Regions from separate parts of the Mus musculus genome. Here region 2 is linked to region 1. The links are chromatin contacts, called in public Hi-C maps. All regions are on one chromosome and are shown on one strand. The core of a region is the stretch at or near the end of the contact, and the rest is flanking DNA. Distances in the headings are between cores, read along the strand shown. Region 1 has its middle 26 kb from the start of Tlr5. Region 2 holds the start of Disp1 (dispatched RND transporter family member 1).

The links. A called contact is a pair of places that touch in the nucleus more often than the background predicts.
Region 2: a Hi-C map of the HPC-7 cell line shows a contact between it and region 1, with 2.2 times the contacts expected there. The contact joins the promoter of Disp1 here to the enhancer-like site in region 1. A contact is called at or near these places in 2 of 484 Hi-C or Micro-C datasets (the HPC-7 cell line and muscle stem cells) and 3 of 115 datasets of contacts at active chromatin or transcription factors (bone marrow-derived macrophages, embryonic stem cells and stem cell-derived neural progenitor cells).

The regions. Positions count from the first base shown.
Region 1 is chr1:182,925,465-182,931,256 of GRCm38.p6, forward strand. No RefSeq gene overlaps it. Among named protein-coding and RNA genes, the nearest start is that of Tlr5, 26 kb to the right of the region's middle. Within about 2 kb of position 2,642, at least 67 of the 459 cell types and tissues checked have an H3K27ac peak or open chromatin away from gene starts, as enhancers often do. A contact at or near this core is called in the HPC-7 cell line and bone marrow-derived macrophages, where this site is marked.
Region 2 is chr1:183,219,283-183,225,074 of GRCm38.p6, forward strand. Disp1 (dispatched RND transporter family member 1) reads right to left here and starts at 2,247. Exons shown (of 10, transcript NM_026866.3): 1 at 2,041-2,247.

The DNA of each region.
Region 1 (5,792 bases), core at 1,392-3,891:
CCACTGTCCTGCAGCTCAGTGCTTCTGAGGTACCCACGCATGTCAGTGCCTCATTTCACTTTAAATCTCTCGGCTAACCTCTTCTGTATACACCAACATTTGCCCATTCCTTTGCAAGGAATCTAACAAGAGAACAAAGTCTAGAGGAGAAGACCCCACAAGCCTGCTCTCAATCCAGATGCCGAGGGCAAACTGAAGCAGATCCAGGATATCTTCGTTTGTTATCAGCTAGCTGTAGACAGAGTGAAGGGTCTCCGCAATCGCTTTCAGGCTTGTAGGATTCAGGCGATCCCCATACTCAACAACTGAAGGCACACTATGAATGGATAAGAATCAGAACTGGCCAAAGCTTTTACTGCAGAGAGCAAAATTCTCCCTTGTTCTCAGAGACACATTGCCTTCAGAGACCTGTTGCTCTCCCAGCATCAATGTATAGCACTATGTCTTGTGCTCAGATATCAGGGTCCCCAAAGACCACCAGGAGTCTGAATCTGTATGCAAAAGCAAAGAGCCTTTACTCAAGCTTAAGCTTGGACCCTCAGGTTCCTCAGACACAGCAGATTCGTGCCGAGAGCCCTGAGTCTTAATTATAGTTTGAGCAGGAAATAGAAGTCTCTAGCCTAGCAGTTGCCTTATGGCAAGGGGTATCTTGGCATGTAGGGATTGGTCAGGGATGACTTCAGCCAACTTGATCCATTTATCTATAACCTCTGTGATTTGGGGGGGGGGGGTGTTACTTTCCTTCTATTCACTGATTGGGTTGGGCCCAGGGCAGTTTCTTCCTGGAATTTTTTGTGGTATTTCTATGAACCAGAGTCCAACCCGGGGACAAGTGGGCTCCAGATGTTAAGTCAGCTTACAGATTGAGTTTCTCACGTCGCCTGTGTTCCTCATGTGCATGAGATACTGGGGCTCAAGAAGTCTACCCGAGCCGGGTGTGGTGGCACACGCCTTTAATCCCAGCACTCGGGAGGCAGAGGCACGCGGATTTCTGAGTTTGAGGCCAGCCTGGTCTACAGAGTGAGTTCCAGGACAGCCAGAGCTATGCAGAGAAACCTAGTCTTGAAAAAGCAAAAACAAAAACAAAAACAAACAAACAAACAAACAAAGAAGTCTACCTGAGTCTCATATTCGATGTTGTAGTGTCCATGTGACTGTCGATGTGACTCACAAGCTCCTCCCAGACGGCCCATCATAAATCATAGTCCGGGCTGGGCAGAGTACTTGTCTAGCATTGGCACATCCCTGGCTTTGATCCTAAAATAATACATGCATGGGGAATTATAACTATAATCTAAACATTTGGCAGGTAGAAACAGAAAGCTTCGAAGTTCAAGGTCATTCTCAAATATATAGGGAGTTTACAGCCAGCCCGGTCTACATGAGACCCTGTTTTATTTCTTAAAAAATAACAATAACTGTAGTTGGGATGCTTGCTGGCCAAAGCTGCCAAGCTACATTTCAACAGCCTAGGGATCAACTCTGAGTAGCCAAGGGTGAAGACCAGACTTCTCTTTTTGGTTAAGTTTTTACTACCTACCTGCTGACAGACATTTGGAGTGTGGGCAATAGCGGCTGTTTGGAATAAAGCTATTATCATGGAACAACATGGGTGGATCTCAAACACAATAGGAACACAGACCAATTATTCCGCAGGAAACCACAGAAAGAGGGACTCTCAATGTGTGGTGGTGGTAAAAGGATTGCTTGTAACTACAGACGATGAGGGGGCAACAGCATTTTGTCCTGTGCAAGCCACACACACCATGAAGTGGATGTTTTTCTCAGCTCGTCCCTACTTACCGAGCTCTTGCCAGCCACTCTGATAAGCACTCCACCATAAAATATAATAAATAAATATAATAAAATGCTTATGCTTTGATAACACAAGTGGGCATTATGAACCCTCATCTTACAGCAAGATAAAGGAGCTGAGGCCGACAGAAAAGAAATGACTTGCCAAAGTGACACCAGATGAACAGCACTGCTTGGCTTTGAACCTAGGTCTGTAGCATACCAGAACATCAGCCTGGGTCAGCACTGTGGCCTCCCCTCACTCCTCTCTGGATGGCAATCTGTCTTCTCATCTGTGTCTTTCAGGCCTTCCCACTCACGAGCCATCCTCAGGAGCAGAGGAGACATCAGCTTTAAGAGACAGGACCTTGCATTGGAATAGTTTATAAATAGATATTTTCTGTTGATACATAATAGCCATACATTTTATGAGGTGCAGGGCATCTCTTTAATATATGGATACAATGTATGCAGTCTGATGGCATAGCTGGCATAGCTGTTGCCTCGGATACAGATAGCTCTTTGTTTTAAAGGCACAGCACAAAAAAAGCCAGAAGCCACTTCTCCCCAACTTTCTCTATTATTGTTTTTCATGGTGTGTGTGTACGTGCAGATCAGAGGTTGATGTTGGCTATCTTCCTCAATTGCTCTCTACCTTATTGTGGGGGTAGGGTCCCTCACTGGCCGAGTCATCTCCTAGGTTCTTTTCGTCAACCCTGGCATTGGCTGTACTGAGGGGAACGTGGCAACACAAACAGAAAGGGCAAGTGTGCTCTGCACAGTGGTGAATGAGGGAGCTTTGCGACAGCAGCAAATGAGCAGGAAGCTGAGGACTGAGTCGGTATGTCGCATCTTTTCCTTCCTCCGTGATGCATCTGTGGTCTCCCAGGCAGATCCATCTGTGGCTCACCAAGATGCTAGCACAAGAAAAACACCGAGTTTACTGCCACAAAGAGAGATGGCAGAGTTGCAACCGATTCCAGGGTTCTAGTTTCCTTTTCCTTCAGCTGACAATTTGCAATGTTGACTGTGTAATGATCAGTGGAATAATGAGTGAATCTTAAGTTCTTCTGGAGTCTCACCTTGATGGGTTTCACAAGAGTGCTGGGTAGTGTGAGTCAGGGTTTGCACCAGTGATCAGAAACATGGAGCTGAGTCTCCCTGGGACCCCTGGGTTGACCGAGCTGCTGCCTGTTGTAGCGCTCGGAACTGCCAAGTCACTGCACATGCGTTGACTTTATGAGCGCTCAGCCAGGTTTCTCATGGATCCCTAAGGATCCCTTTTCCCCATCCTTCCCTGGCTTTGGTCTCCCTTTTTTCTAACACGTCTCTCCTTCTACTCTTCTGGTCTGGGAAGCTGTCGAGGTAGAACTGATAGGGTTGAGGCACTCTGTCTAAAGCCGTTCTTGCTCGGCACTCTCTTGCTCTTTCCTATTCCAGCCCTCACTTTCCCCACTTCCTCTTTTCTCAGGGAAGCACTGTCAATAAATCAACTTTTCATTTCAGCATCTGCTTTCCTGAGTCTGCCCTCGGTGCTGGTTTTGTAATGTTAACTAAAATAAGTGCTTAAAGAACACTCTACCTGGACCTGGAGAGCTGGCTTGGTGGTTAAGAGCACGCTAGCTGCTCTTCCAGAAGACGGGGGCTAAATTCCCAGCTCCCACCGCACAACTGACCGTAATTACAGTTCCAGGGGATCTAACTCCCTCACACGGACATACATGCAGGTAAATCAATGCACATAAGAGAGAGAGACAGCAAGAGAGAAAGAGAGCGAGAGAGCGAGAGAGCAAGAGAGAGAGAGAGAGAGGGTGAGAGAGAGAGAGAGAGGGAGAGAGAGAGAGAGAGAGAGAGAGAGAGAAAGTGCTTCACCTCTTTCAATACTAAGTAGAGCTGCACACATCTGCCTTTAGACTCTGGCCACCATGTCAACTCGTGATGGACTGCAAAGTCCCCTGAGTGTAAATGTGCTTCTTTTTTTTTTTTTTTTTTCCCAAGTCAGGAGCACAGCTTTTATTGAGAATTCTCCTTGATTTGTGTGCCATGGTAAATGGAAGAGATGCTGTAGTATCGATTGTGATGATGCAAACTTCTACAGTATATGTGCTTCTTAAAAGAAGCACTGCTATTTTCAGGCTGAGAATACGGTTCTGTAGATAAGAATTCTTGCTTCGCAAGCACAAGGACCCACTTTTGAATCCTGGGCATCCATGTTACACTTGGGCATGGCTCTACGAGCCCAGCACTGGGGGAAGTGAGGCAGACAAAGACAGCCTAGCCAAGCTGATAAGCTTCAGGTCCAATGACAGAACCCATCTCAAGGGAGTACAGCAGAGGGTTATAGAACAGGACTTCTAGATCCTTCTTTGCCTTCTGTACCTGTATGTGGGCTCACACAGCTGCACAAACCATGAACACAGAGTTACACAAAAAGAAATGGAATAAAATGAGGGAAAGAGGAAGAGAAAAGAGGACGAGGAGGAAGAAGAGGGGGGTGGCTTTCATGGATTAACTCAGCCCTGTAGGGCATGCAAGGAAACAATTATCTCAGAGTGTGTGAGCGAGTGCCAGAACTAAGCAAGGTGCTCTACAGATATGCTGACATTTCCCCCAAAAGAGGACAAACTGAACCCTTCCCCCATCTTCTGCTTCTTCCACCTTCCCAGTGTAAGCTGGGTTCCTTCATTGCACTGCTTTCAACTGACCCTGGGCATTGAGTGAAAAGAGACAAGGCTGAGTACAAGGCTTCTTCACAGGGTGTGAATCGTGCAGAAGAGTTTCTAGGAGTGCAGCCATGATGCCTCATACCTATAATGTCAGCACTCGGAAAGCTTGCGGCAGGAGGATTACTTCAGACTCCAGACCAGGCTGAGCTACTTGGGGAGACTGGGTCTGAAAAACAAAAATGAAGGAAGCAAACAAAGTTACTTGTGTGTGCTTTTTGTTTTTGTTTTGCTTTTGATTTTGTTTTGTTTTGTCAAGCACTTGAAACAATAATGTAGAAACATTGCCTTTATTTTGCAACAAGGAAACAAAGTATTTACTCCAGAACCTGATAATTGAAGTTCTTCTCCTTCCCTGAGACACTAGCTACAATAGAGCGTACCTTATGCTCTTTCTTCTTGGTTGTCAGTTTGATTGGACTGAGAGAGCACACTTCTAAGTGCATTTGTAAAGGCCTTCCTTGAAAGGGTTACTAAAGGAAAAGATCTCTGCTAAATGTGGGTGGCATCATCCCATGGGCTGGAGATGGGATGGGAAGAAAGCCAGCTAGCTAAGTGCAGTGTTCTATCTGCTTCCTGTCCCATGATGCTCCAGTAATTCTCATGACACTGCTTCGTGCTCTTTCCACCACAATGGGCTGGAACCTGGCAGTCCCCAACACTATCACTCTCCTCCATATCTTCTGAGTCAGGATCTCTTTCTCTCACTGAACCTGGAAGCCACTGACCAGCTTAACTGGTTAGCCAGTGAGTTCTAGGGCTCTGCCCATCCTCAGCTCTTCTCCTGCCTCAGCCTTAGAGTTACAGACATACGTGAGCATACCTAGCCGCTTTACATAGGTGCTAGGGATCCACTCTCAAGTCCTTACACTCATAGAGAAAACACTGTACCCAAGGGACCATCTCCCAAGCCCCCTTCACTCAATACCTTCTGAGTTGAGTTCTTATAATGTTATTAGCACTGTAGGTTCTTTTGAGAAAATAACTGAAGTTTAGTTCATTGATTCATGGACCTTCATCTGCAAGAGGTTACCATCTCAATTCTGCCACAGGAATGAGTCAGGTTTAAAACAAACAAACAAACCAGAATTCAAGTATGTGAGCTTATTTTTCCCATGCTCCTTAGGGAGTACCTGATTCAGGGTGTAGCAGGAACTGTGGGGCTGCCTCTATGTAAATGCTGGGGCCTGTGCAACTGAAAAAGCATCTCATGCAGGAGGACCTAATTGAGCACTGCCTGAGAGACCAAGGATTGCTAGTGCAAAGAATGCCAGC
Region 2 (5,792 bases), core at 997-3,496, 290 kb after region 1:
CAAAAGCTGAGCGTAAGAGAAGGATGGAGTCTGTGTCAGCCATGTTGTGTGCTGTGCTATCTCCTAGGCCAAAAAGCTGTGTTCCCCCGGAGCATCTAGTCCTCTGGGCTGGATCAAGTGGCCAGGAATGGCTCTCTAGCTAGGATAAGCAGGTAGCTGACAAAGTACTAGATAATAATAAAACTAATAGCCAAAAGACATGGAACCAACAAACTCAACTGGTTGACACATCGCTAATTGGTAACTACTCAAATGTGAATGCATGCATATGAAGGCTGTTTGCATGATCATGATCTGGGCAGTTCTTCCTCAACAGACATACATCATGCCGCAGAAATAAAAGGAAGGTGTGAGCCCATACACACAAACAACTAGCAACTCTCCGCAGCTAACCAAAAGTCCTCACGAACATAGCTGACTATGAAACACAGCTAAATTATACAGAATGCAAAGAATTTATCTAAAGGGGAAAGCTAAGCAATTATTCAATAATTTCCAGCAACAAATAAGCATTCCACTGATCTCCCAAATCCAAGGCAATCAGACTTCGGACAGGACTCTCAGCTCTACGGCTGGAAACCTGCCTCAGAAGGCAAGCAATTCTTCCCTTTCCAGATGAACACTTCCACCACCCATGAACTATAAAGGCTCACGTATTCTCAAGAGCTTTTTCTCTTATAAAAGTGAAGGGAATAGTGGCTGGGGGGGCTCACAGGTTTTAAATCAAGATTAGATAAAATCAAGCCTTATCAGATAAGCAACAAGTCTACCTCAAAAAACGAAATTAAAGGGCCTGGAGAGATGGTTCAGCCGTTATGAACACTGGCTGCTCTTCCAGAGGACCTCAGTTTGCTTCCTAGCACCCACATGGCAGGCAGCCCACAACTCTAGAGACAGGCACTGTGATGCCCTCTTCTGGTTTCTGAGAACAACAGGCCCACATGTGGTGCCCAGACATACATGCAGGCAATAACACCCATACACATAAAAACAAACAACTTAAAAAAGAAATGAAGAGATGCAAAAAGAAATCAACCCAACAGTTAGCCCCATGACTTCAGAAGACTGCCTTCAATGTCTTCATTAATATGTTAAAGCACTATGTTAGGTGCATCCTGCATTACATCAGCTGTGCCACCCAACAAACCGTTCTTATAATAACTTGTCTCACTGCAGCACAAATCTCAAGTAAGTCAGTGAGATACCGGGTTATGGATAAATGCACAGTGCTTTCTGGTTTGTTTGTATGTTTGTATTTGTTTCTTCAAGTAGTTCAGGTCAGACCACCAAGTAAGATGTAAGTTACCAGTACTGGCAAATACCGGGGGATAAAATTAAGATTGTAACTCTTGGGAAGGGAAACACTTGAAGCAATCAGTATACACCAGCCTCCATCAGTGACAGTACTCTGGCTTTGCCTAGTTATGCTCAGTGTGTGGCAAGAATCCAATCTATTTAACATCTAAAAATGTGTCACCCCATTGAGAAGCAAACAGTAAGTCATAAAGTGCAAACATGAAGGTGCAAGCTTTGTCCAGATACTTACAAGCTCACTCCACGACAAAGGAAGTGGGACAACCTGAACTCCGCAAGGTAGAGAAGAGTCTAAAATGAAAACTTCAGTGGGCTTGCTTGTCTGAATCAAAGACCTAAAGTCCTATTAGTCTGACAAAGCCTGAACGGGAGCTAAGTGAGTAAGAGTTCAGGTTTTCCCTACGAATGTTGGGTATTCCCCTCCGAAGACCACTGGAAGAGGGGAGAAGTCTTAAGAGAAAGAAAGCAATGTATTGCAAAGAAAGCAATGCTGAGCATGCAAGCCTTGGCTGCTCATCTCGCAGATGAGTTAGGTCAAGACGTCCTTCTCATCTTTAACCCCGAGGGTGAAAAGAGCTGCCTCTGGAGCGTCTCCCTGCAAGCCCCCCAAGGCCATCTCGGGCCACCTTCCCTACGAGCCTGGGGACGCGGACACACCCCCATGGAAGATGTCACCTCGGCCTCCTCAGCCCCTCGCAGCCACCCTCCGCCGCCAGCCGTCCTCACCCCGAGATCCCTGCTCTCCCGCCGCGCCGACTCCCGCGTGCCTCCTCGGCCTCCCCGGACCGCGGGGACGCAGCGCCGAGAAGCATCCACACCGACCACGGGCGTCCGGGACACTGAGGCTCCGAACTCTGCTCCAGCCGGAGCTCGCGGATCCTGGCCCGGAGCCGCGCTTCCGCCTGGCGCGGGCCGCGGTCGCCAGCGGGACCGGAAGTCCCGCCTCCGGCTATGGGCCCAGGCCTCCTGCTACTCAAAGCCGCTGCAGCTGGGCTGGGGTGCAGAGGCACATGCATCTCCTGTCTCCGTCTTAGCTGTCACTTAGCCAGTCTACAAATGCTGGGCCAGGTGTCCACTAGATGACTCTGAGACCGACCTCTGAGCCCACATTCTGGTTGAAAGTTGAGCTAAACAAAAGCAGTAGCTAATCAGACACCGCGAAGGACTATGTTTTATTTAATTCATTCAGACTGTTTCTTTTCTCCATCACTCATGAAACAAGAAAATGGTAGACGGAGAACCACACCTTGACACACTGTCTAGTTATCTTTAGCTCTTGTTTTTTGTTAAAACCTACTTTCATGTCAGGACTCTAAGGATAACTAAGAGGCATTGAAGTCAAGGCTGGGGACTCTTGTATCTCCTTATCCTTCACAATGTAGCAATTTTGAATAATTCTCTTTTTCTGCTTTTTACTATTAATTTGGGTCCTTTAATTGGCTTACTGAGGATAGGTGGCTGAACCTGGTGTGTTGGAGCACAGGCTGTAACCCTACAAGAAGCACAATTTGTTGTAACACAGCAGTGCTGTGGGAATGGTATGGTGTGTAGAGTTGAGCAAGAAGACGGACTATAAATAACAATTTCAGTTGAGACTGAATTAAAGAACAAATAAGAGTTAAAGTAGGCAAGGACATGCATAGCAGTATACCAGAAAGTAAGAGCCTGTCTTGTTCAGGCAACTGCATAGAAGTACAGTCAATTAAAGTCCAAGACCTCAAAGGCAAGAAAAAAACATAGACAAGACCAGATGTTGCTGTACTTTCGTAGTGGTTTGTAGATTTGGCCCCCCCAAAGATTCGTGTTTGAATGCATGGCCCACAGGGATTGATACTATTAGAAGATATGTCATTGTTAGAAAAGGTGTGGCCTTGTTGGAGGACATGTGTCACTGTAGGGGTGGGCTTTGAGGACTCCTAGTGCTCAAGCTCTGCCCAGGATGGAAGAAAGGCAAAATGCAGAACCCTCAGCTCCTTTACCAGCACCATGTCTGCCTGGCTGCTGCCATGTTTCCTGCCATGACGATAATGGACTGAACCTCTGAAACTCTAAGCCAGCCCCAATTAAATGTTTGCCTTGGTCCTAGTGTCTATTCACAGCAATGGAACCCTAACTAAGACAACTTTATACCAAATATTTTAGCTTCAAATTTCATACAACAGAGTCAATGGAGTCACCATTAGAATAGACAAAACAGCGGATCCTGGGGTTGCCCAGAGTGACTGTCCTAGCTAACAAAGAAAAGAAAAACCTGAGACTGGGCGTTTTAGCTCAATGATCATGGTATGTACCAACTCGCATGAGGCCCTGGGCTTGCTATCCAGCATCCTACAAACCTGGCATGGTGATGCAGGCGTGGAAATGTAACACTCAGGAGGAAGAGGCAAGAGCATCAGGGGTTGCAGGGCGTCCTCAACTCCATAGCCAGGGTGAGGCCAGCCTGGGACACGTGAGATAGAAAGGGAAGTACAGGAATCAGAGGAAGGGTGCTGAGGAAAATAAGAATCTGTAAGACGCCATGCGTAGAATGCAGTCTTCCCTCCAACAACCACACCCAAATGAAACACACTGAGTGGCTACTAACCCCGCCCCCAAGGCCCCAATCTCTGAGGTTGCCTCAACCAAGAGAGATGCCAAGCAAGTGAGGAACCAGGGAAGGGGAGGCTCCAGGGACAGCAGCGAGGGCTGTTGGTTCTGCTACTATTTTCTATTCACTAGTAGTTTCAAATATACTCTTGGCATAGCAAGCTCCCCCAGCCCCTTCCTTCTTGTTCCTTTTAAAACAAGATTTCACTATATAACGCAGTCTATCCTTGAACTCATGACCCACCCACTGCACCCTGGATCAAATATATACAGCTCCTCATCTCAGGAACTTTGAGTATGGCATAGGGGCACATAGAGAGAAGATGGCCGTTCAAACTGAGCCCCATGCATGGCAATGTCCTAAAAGAGAAAGCTATGAGCAAACGCCTCTGCCGAGGATCAAAGTTTCCTTTGATTCCCTCTGATTCCTTCACTTTCCTTCCTGTATCACGTGTCCCAGGCTGGTCTCACCCTGGCTATGGAGTTCAGGATGCCCTTCAACTACCGATTCTCTTGCCTCTGCCTCCTGAGTGTTAAATTTCCACGTGTGCAACACCATCCAAGGTGTCCTGTTTGCTTTGATTACAAGAAATACCCATATATATTTCCAAACCTTTTCATTTTAACATCCAGAGAGCAGTTTTCTATCTGTACCTTAGGGAGTGTGTCCAGATCGTGCCCTTGTCTAAGATAATCTGCTTCACAAACCCTACCAGATGTGCCCTGAGTAAAAGGGCCCATCCTCCTTCTCATCATAAACTAGACCAGATGTTAACACTTAACCCAAACAGGGCCAGAGAAATTTCTTCTGCATGAAGATTGGTCTCAATTTGCATACTGAAATGAAAATATCATGAAAATCTAGAATTAAGTGAGATGAAAGTAAAATGTCCAAAGATGGAAGAGGGCATCAAGAATGAGGAAGGCGTAGAGATTTGAAGGAGAGAGATGTAGAAAGAGGAGACTCACCAGAGAAGTGATTGCATTAGGTCCCACCTGCCTACTTTTTGATTCCCAGTCCCTTGCAAGGTTGGAGCTGTGCTTCTTGGCCTTAGAGTCTATGGAAATTCTGTATCCTCCCAGTAAATGACCCCATTTTACCACACTCAGTAGGTTGTCATTGCCAGCCATCATATATAACTAGACAGCAATTCACAGGATAGAGGAAGCTTGTTCATTCCATAGCACCCACCGAGCTTGGGAGACCACATTTCTCCTTAGTTCAAGACAGGAGGAGCTTGTGTGCCCTGTGTGGGAGTCAGATCTCTTAAGATAACTGTCACAATGACCACAGGGCTTGACAGAATCAATGACAGAAACACAGGGGTGGACAGAGTCATGTCATCAGGCCTGAAGCTGAAGGGAGAGCTGAACCCCAGCACGTAGCTAGATATAGTCATTTCCCTAAGACCAAACACATGAGCAGGCCGTGGGATGGGCCAGTTCAAACTCTGCACCTCTCCTGTCCTGATCATCCCAGTTCATTGAGCTTCTGCATCAAAAAACTACATTGTTCTTCTCCTCACTGAGATAAAGTCTGAAAGAAGCAACTGAGGAAGTAGGAGCGGGTAGGTTAGATGGTATGGCCTAACGAGGGAGGGAAGGAGTGGAAGTGTGAGGGTGCTTATTTAAGTCTCTGTAGATTGGGAAGCAAGAGACTGTGGCCAGAAGCAGGGTTGGAGGATGGTCCTCAAGGCCTGGGCCATAGTCCTCCAGGCCTGCATACCTCTTACCCACTGCCTCCACCTGGGCCCCACCTCCTAAAGATTCCACAACTTTGCAAAATAGTGTCACCAACTGAGGCTCAAGTGTTCAAATACACGAGCCCATGGGTGACATTTTACATCCAAACCGTGATCATGTGCTATGTCCATGGAAGCATCTGTGAAAAC